Linked DNA regions of Mus musculus: region 2 is linked to region 1. The links are chromatin contacts, called in public ChIA-PET maps. All regions are on one chromosome and are shown on one strand. The core of a region is the stretch at or near the end of the contact, and the rest is flanking DNA. Distances in the headings are between cores, read along the strand shown.

Region 1 (4,049 bases), core at 822-3,321:
ACTTACTGTGACATAACTAAGTCCGTGTCCTTTGTATGCAGATGACAGAAGGCTGCAAGACAGCACATCCTTAGATCAGATCCGATCAGATCAGACTGCAAAGGTCCAACAGACACAGCAGGGGCAAGAGCCCTGGCTCTGCTCTCTCAGCCACGCCAGCAGAGCTGCCAGGACCCACAATGCCCGAGAGACTAACTAGCCCCGTTTCCTTTTTTGAAGCCAAGGTTGAGAATGGAACTCAGGGCAATCTTCCTCCCTCGGCCTCCCAAGTGCTGGTTTTGAAAACAGAATTTTACAGCAAAAGCCTCAGCAGCCCCAACACATAAGGTTGGCCACATCCAATTTACAAATTAAAGAGTAATGGTGACAAACAAAGACAGAGATTTTTTTTTAGTATGGCCACAGGGAAAAGAAATGCATAAAAGGGTCCAGTCACCAAACCCATCTTTGGCTTACTCCGATAGTTCAGACACAGGACAAGAAGTATTTATAATTAAGCAAATGTTGGTCTAGGTGATCACCTTGGTCACTGCCTATAAATTATTAATACTAATCACTGCTATCACCTGAGAGGACTGATCTGGCTCCATTCACCCTCTTGGTTGAGTGCCCTGGGGAGAGGCTGTGCGTGTCCCAGAATCCACAGTGACTACAAGCTTAGGAGAAGGACTTGTGTCTTGGGCCATGAAGTTGAAAATGAAGAGAAAGAGTCAAGCAAAAACCTGACCCACAGAAGAGATAGACAAACAAAATTAAGACAGATATGTCATGCCTTCATCCTGCCTTTTAGTTGCCTTGTGGGCCCGGCCAAGGAGTCAACAGTTATCAGCAAAGACCTAAGTCCCTGTTTCAGGGTTACTGCATAACCCTTGGGTCCCCCCCCCTCCCCGTGGTTTGCTATTATTCTGGTGTGTGTTTCATGATACCATAACTAAAAACCCTTTGCTAAACCTAAAAATCACAAAAACTTTTTTTCTGATAGTTTAATCCTTTTAAAATTCATTTTTACCTATTATGTAAGACATACAAGGTATCATTATTTTTTAAAATACTTGCACCAAAGTGATATTGAATTTACTGGTGTCGATTCAAAGCTTAGCTCTCACTTCAACAGGGAAACAAGGCTGTTTGGTCTGAGCCAAGTGTGAGTGCACAGACTGGGAACACAAAGTTAGGTAAGTTATCTTGAATAACAAATTTCACTGAAGATGTGGGTGCATGAATCTTTATGGTCAGAGACTAAAACAAATACGTCAAAGCATTTCCCAAAGGACCATCAGGCAGGTGGATCACAGCCAAATGGAGAACATTTTCCTGTGGCTCTAGAAATGTTCTCTAAAGACAGTACTAGCTTTGGGGATGATAGATGCAGGTGATCTGATAAGGTAATGTATTCTAAAGGCTATACCTAATAGTTGAGAGGAAAGCTACTGAAGGTAGGCACTTAAGAAAACTAAAATTGGCCTGGAGAAATGGCTCAGTGGTTAAGAGCACTGACTGTTCTTCCAGAGGTCCTGAGTTCAATTCCTAGCAACCACATGGTGGCTCAGAACCATCTGTAATGGGATCTGATGCCCTCTTCTGGTGTGTCTAAAGACAGCTACAGTGTATTCATAAAAATAAATAAATCTTAACAAAGAAAGAAAAGAATAGGAAAGGAAAGGAAAGGAAAGGAAAGGAAAGGAAAGGAAAGGAAAGGAAAGGAAAGGAAAGGAAAGGAAAGGAAAATTCTGGCTTCATAGCTGCAGTATTCCAGCTATACAACCATGAAGTTCCAACTGGTCAATTTGCCTTATAAAATCTTCAACACAGGTATGGGGAGCTGGGGGGTAATTTCCGTTTACACTAGACACGTATTTTCTGATTATCTACATTGGTCTAGGATGTAAGAATAAGAGGATAAAGAAACAGGAAACAGCCACACAACCAACCAACTCACTAAAATACAGGGCAACTTCAACTAGAAAAAGGAACTCTGCAGTTGACAGCTAAGACTGGGGGAGAATTCATAATGCTAGGGAGATGAGCAAAAACCAGACACAAAGTACAACCTTAGAGAGAAGAGGAAACCACAAGCAGCCACAAGATATCTATCAACGTATCAAGTTCGTTCAGGACCACTGAAGCAGGAACCCTCCTAGGCTTTCCATTAGCAGCCCAAAATCTCATATGCTCTTGGCTCTTAGTAGGAAGTCTGAGTGAACTAAACGCTTTTTGAAAAATGAAAAAAGCCGGGCGTGGTGGCGCACACCTTTAATCACAGCACTCCGGAGGCAGAGGCAGGCGGATTTCTGAGTTCGAGACTAGCCTGGTCTACAAAGTGAGTTCCAGGACAGCCAGGGCTATACAGGTTTTCTGTCTCAGAAAACCAAAAAAGCAAAAAAAGAAAAAGAAAAATGAAAAAACAAACAAACAAACAAACAAAATTCAATGTACTCATTGCTTAACGTAAACTAAAGCAAAATAACAAAGTTCTCAAGAAGCCTGGCTCAGAACATGCTGGAACCCTGTCCGGAAGAAGTTGTCCTATCTCCCCAAGCTAACTTTACGCCACTGCAGTGGATCAGTGCAGGCCTCCAAACAAAAAGGATTGCCTCCACCCTAGGTCACCTTCTGACAGCAACCCCTTCCTGAAGGGATAAGGACCAAGGCTTCACACCCAGTTCAGCTCAGCACAGAGCCAGAGCCAGAGCTCAGGGTGTTTTGTTCTTTCACGTGCTGCTTCTGATACCACAGAGGTTCCTCACCTGACCACTCAACCAAGACCTTCCTAGTCTCGAAAAGAATTGCTCCGTGCCTCCAGTAGGAGTGCTCACTTCAGGCCTTGGACATGGAGGGCTTTGTTTCTCTGCTCTCCTGGGTTTATCACCTGGTTGAAGGTGGGAATCACACACAGTCGTAAAACTAGCAAGTGGAACCCAAGAGGCATGTGCCTGTAATTTCAGCACATGGGAAGTGAAAGCAGGAAGATCAAGAGTTCAAGGCTATCCTTAGACTTGTTCAAGGCCGACTAGGACTAATGAGACCCTGCCTGAAAAAAACTTAAGAGGTTGAGGGTGAGTGGTTTTTGTTCAAGAAGGGTCTAATACTATATAGTGGCATGCAAGCCCAAGTTCCCATCTCTTTCAACTAACTAACATATATATATATATAATTTTTTCCCCCCAAGATAGGGTTTCTCTGTGTAGCCCTGGCTGTCCTGGAACTCACTCTGTAGACCAGGCTGGCCTCTGCCTCCCAAGTGCTGGGATTAAATTGCCCAGCAATATATTTTTAAGAAAGCAAAAAAATCATGCTATATTCCTGTGAATTTAGCACTTGAGAGGTAGAGGCAGGAGATGGGGGTTCAATGCCAATCTTGAACCATGGGGAGTTTGAGGCCAGCCTATGTTTCATGGTACCCTGTCTCAAAGAAACGAACAAAGGTCCGGGACACCAAGGGCAAGGTGAAAGAGCTACATGTCCATCTCTCAGACCAGCTACCACAGGACAAAAGAGCTACATGTCCACCACACCACCCATCATGCTAATGTTTTCTATCGAGCCTTGAAAAGGCTGTGTGTAACCTGGATTTCATGTGACACTTGTTAGGAACTTGAGGGACAGTTCCTAAATGTTTCTCAACAGACAGTGATGGGTCACAGAAAATGTGCAGTCAATACAGACCCCTTTCCAACCATTCCTAACAACTCCTGGAATTATAAGTATAGCCCATGTTTGCTCAAGGGTTATCCCACAATGAAGGAAATTTTATAATATCTGCCAGTGTAAATAATGAGTCTGTGCACTGAAGAATTCTCTGGATGTGGAAGAGCAAAGTTCAGTCATATCTGGTCCACACAGTCACATATCTGGTCCACACAGTCACATATCTGGTCCACACAGTCACATATCTGGTCCACACAGTCACATATCTGGTCCACACAGCCACATATCTGGTCCACACAACCACATATCTGGTCCACACAGCCACATATCTGGTCCACACAGCCACATATCTGGTCCACACAGCCACATATCTGGTCCACACAGCCACATATCTGGTCCAC
Region 2 (4,049 bases), core at 1,088-3,587, 38 kb after region 1:
CTACAATTAAACCCAAGCATCCACTCAGACAGCTGCTAAATTTCCATGGTTCACCAAAAGAAAAACTTAGGGTTTTCATTAGTTAGAACCAGCACTACTTTTTAAGGTTTTCTTTTATGAATTTTGCCTACATGTATATATGTTTAATACATGTATGCAGCTGCCCATCAGACACCCTGGAACTGAGGATAGTGATGGTTGTGAACCATGATTTTGGTGCTAAGAACTAACCAGGTACCTCTGCAGGAGCAAGAAGCTCTTAACTACTGAGCCACGATAGCACTTTGAGGGGTGGGAGGGTGAAACAGGGTTTCTCTGTATAGCCCTGGCTGTCCTGGAACTAGCTCTATAGATCAGGCTGGCCTCAAAACTTACAGAAACTCTCCTGCCTCTGCCTCTCCAGTGTTGGAATTAAAGGTATGTACCATCACTGCCCCGGGGAAATAGAACTAGTTTTTAAAAAGCATAAACTATCAGAAGCCTACATTGAGTTTCAGCATTTTAAATATCCCATATCTGATATCTGAGCCAGGGAGATGGCTCAGGGTAACAGTGCTTATCACCATGCCTGACAATTGGAGTTCAATCCCACAGACCTACACATAACAGAGAATCAATCCTTTTCTCTTTCTTTCTTTCTTTCTTTTTCTTTTTTTTTTTTTTTCCTACAGACCCAGTATTCCCAGGTAGTCTCCCATCTGAATACTAACCAGGCTTGATCTTGTTCAGTTTCCGAAGCTATGGTCAGAGAATCAAACGCTGAAAGTTGTTCCTTGACTTCCACAGGTGTCAAGGCTCTTACACATCCAAACCCAAACACACACACAAAATAATAAAAATAAAAACCTTTTTTAATTTTCAATGTTTACCTTCCAATTTTCAAGTCTTTTTGCCTCCTAAAAATAGATTTCTTTCATATTTATATATCCACATCTTAGGAAATCCTATACATACAGTCAAGTTATATTCAATTTTGAATGAAGACAATCCTGCCAGTTTTCCTAGATGTCACCAAATGTGTGGGAAATCCCTGCTGGGCCAATACAAATTATAACCACCACCTAAGAGAGCAGAGGGTTATCCCACCCCTTGCAAAATAAAGATAGACAAATATTTCGTAATTTTATTAAAGGCGAATTCTGTCTTTCTCTATAGTACCAAAGACACCACACAAATTTCTTGCGCAAAAGGAACAGCGAAGCAAACAATGTGAGCAAAGATGTTGATAGCTGGTCCAGCAAACCCAGAGAGAGAGGAAAGAGAAACACGCGGCGGCGCTCTGACGCCTAGGAAAACCCAGCTCTCGGGGAAAGGCTTCTCCGACAGCAGCTGCCCAACTGGGCTGCAGGTCCAGGCTGGAGGTGGCTGGCGCTGGCACATTTGAAATATCATAGTCGGTGGATCCAGTCCGGAGCACCACGCGGGACCCGCCCGCGCACACACCCACAGCCCACTGCAGCAAGCGACCTGGGCGCAGCCGCAGCACGCAAGTAACGCTCGACCCGAGCAGAAAGTTTCGAATGAAAAACCCGAGCGCCGAAACGCACCGGTCCCGGAGCTGAACTCACGCCAGGAACAACGCCCGGAGCCAAACCACTTGACAAGCAGCTCGGGTTTTCAGCTGGCTGGCCCAGGCGGGACCGGGAGGTGGCAGAGGCGGCAGCGCACTGGCTCCCGCAGCCCAGGTGTCAGCCGCGCCGCCGCCTCCCTCCCGTGCCCACTATCCGACCCGTGCGGTACAGGCACTGGGGTGCGGATCAGGGATGTGGATAAGGGGCTCAGGATACGGATCAGGGACGCCGATCCGGGGCGCGGGATGAGGATCGGGGACGCGGGGCACGGGGCACGGGGCGCGGGGTCGAGTGCAGAGCCCGGGCGGCTCGCAGGCTGACGGGCCAGGTCGCGGCTCCGGAACCCGCGGCCGCGCGCCCCTCCCCCCACCCCTCCCCCGCCGGGGCACGTAGAGCCGGCGCCGCGTCCCGGGAGACCCACCGCCCGCGGCCCGGGGACCGGGAAGCTCTGCCTGCGCGGCCGCAAGCAACATTCAGCGAGGCGGGGCGGGGTCGGGACCAAGCGCCGCGCGGACTCACTTTTTCGGATGTTTCTCTCTTTTCGGCCTCCGCTTTCGGGCCTGAATGGCCAGCACTGGGGAGAGAGAAGACACATTAACGGTCGGGTTGGCCGCCTGCGTGCCGCGAGGCGGGGCGGGGGCCGCTCGCGCCGCTCACCTTTCCTGGAGCTCATTCCGACTCGGGGCAGCCAGGCGGGGGGCTCCGCGGCGGAGGCGGCGGCGACGCGACAGTCAGCCGCACCGGGATGCAGCCTCCACTCGCTCGCCGGCCGAGGAGGCGGGAACCGCGCCTGCGCCGCCGCGGCCTCTCCCGCGGGGGCCAATGAGACCCGCCCCCGCGGCCCCGCCCCGCAGCCCCGCCCCCTCCGCGCCCCCCTCCGCAGCTCTGGAGCACGGGGGTCCGGACCCCGGCCGCGCCCTTATCACTCGCTCGGCGGCCCACCTGTGCTGAAGGGCGGTTGCGCGCTCACGGTTCCCCGCGCCCACGGCCCCCTCGCCCACGGCCTCCCGCGCCCACGGCCTCCACCTCCTTGCTTTTACGGCCGCCGCAGGCCACCCGTTCCCGGGCACTAGGCCCAGCCGCCGACCCTTCCTCCCAGCCACCGCTCCGCACCCCGGCTGGTCGTGCCGCACGCCTCTCCATGCGCTCTTCCTTGGCCAGCGCCTTGGCGGGTCTCTCGCCACCTCTCTCAGGCGGCCTCCTCTATCCCTTTGCATCTCTACATCCTTGCATCCCTATGAGCGCCGCTTCCTCCTCTCCGGCGGGCGTGGAAAGGGCACAAGACCAAGAGCTGAGGAACCTGGGTCCTTGAGTGTCTGTGTGACCTTGGAGAAGTGATTTTCCTCTCTTTTCCTACTCCATTAGGCTGCGTGAGTTTAACGAAGGAAAGATGCACACAGCTTAAATGGAAAGTTTGTCACAGAAAGCCTAATTTTCTAAATACCATGAGATAAGAGCCTAAAACAGCAATCATGCCAAAAAGTGATTTTTTTTTTCTTCCTCCTATAATGGGGAAACTAAACCCTAAATAGGTCAAACAGTTCTACCAGCCTGTATTTCTATTCAGGCCTGGCTGGTTTCTCTTTCTGCCTTCCCAGGCTACCTGGTTTCTCTTTCTACCTTCCAAGGCTATCTAAGATGCAAATCACGCTGACTGACACGTAGTTACCACTTCAGTGTTCTCTTGTCTCTTTGAACAATTACAGTATCTTAAAGATACTGGTCCTGAACACTCAGTCCTTCATTGGTTACAATTGTATCGTTGAGTTACAACTGTATCACTGAGTCTTACTCTAAAGATGTCCCAACAAACAGGAAAGGCCGCTCCAAGTTTGAAAAGATTTTACTTTCTCCATTTTTTTTTTCAAAAAATCTGAAACATACAAGAAAAATGCAGTAATCGGCACTATTAACCCACATTCACTAGGTTTTTTTTAAACGTTTCTCCACAGTTGCTCTGTGTGTGTGTGTGTGTGTGTGTGTGTGTGTGTGTATGCATATGGTGTATTTTGCTGAGTCATTCAGTAGTTTGCAGACTGTTACCCTCCACCCCAAAAGATTTCAATACATATCTACTAAAAGCAAAGATTTTTTTTTTCTACATAATCAGAACGTTATCACTCTAAGAAAATCCAATAAAATATGTTTGGCGACATTTTTTTTCCAACCCAAGGTCATCCGTTACTGTTAGTGCCCATGTGTTTTTAAGTGTGTTTAGAATAATCCCTGGGTTGGGACTTTTTTTTTTTTTTTCTGATACTTTCCCTGAGTTCCAAGGCAGGCCTTGAATTTACAATGTAGCCAGTCTAAGTACACCTGCGTTGCAGGCCTCTTGCCTTACTTAGCTTCTCAAGTGCATGGAAGACAGGCATGCACCACTAACAGTGACTATTTTGAAGAATCTAGTTCTATTTTGCAGAATGTGCATCAGTTTTAATTTTGTTTGCCTAGTACTACAGTAAGGTTAGTAACTTAAGT

Evidence for each region. ChIA-PET counts read pairs in DNA pulled down with a chosen protein or histone mark.
Region 2: a contact with region 1 is called in an RNA polymerase II ChIA-PET map of effector CD8 T cells, with 79 read pairs. The contact joins the promoter of Srpk2 here to the enhancer-like site in region 1. A contact is called at or near these places in 2 of 39 promoter capture datasets (hematopoietic stem and progenitor cells and maxillary cranial neural crest), 4 of 484 Hi-C or Micro-C datasets (the STO cell line, embryonic stem cells, muscle stem cells and 1 more), 5 of 115 datasets of contacts at active chromatin or transcription factors (the SCID.adh cell line, effector CD8 T cells and embryonic stem cells) and 2 of 9 other capture datasets (adipose tissue and pancreatic islet).

The regions. Positions count from the first base shown.
Region 1 is chr5:23,635,445-23,639,493 of GRCm38.p6, forward strand. All of the region lies in intron 2 of Srpk2 (serine/arginine-rich protein specific kinase 2), which reads right to left. Among named protein-coding and RNA genes, the nearest start is that of Srpk2, 38 kb to the right of the region's middle. Within about 2 kb of position 2,072, at least 57 of the 459 cell types and tissues checked have an H3K27ac peak or open chromatin away from gene starts, as enhancers often do. A contact at or near this core is called in the SCID.adh cell line and effector CD8 T cells, where this site is marked.
Region 2 is chr5:23,673,630-23,677,678 of GRCm38.p6, forward strand. Srpk2 (serine/arginine-rich protein specific kinase 2) reads right to left here and starts at 2,338. Exons shown (of 16, transcript NM_001359173.1): 1 at 2,229-2,338; 2 at 2,091-2,145. The coding sequence starts at 2,244.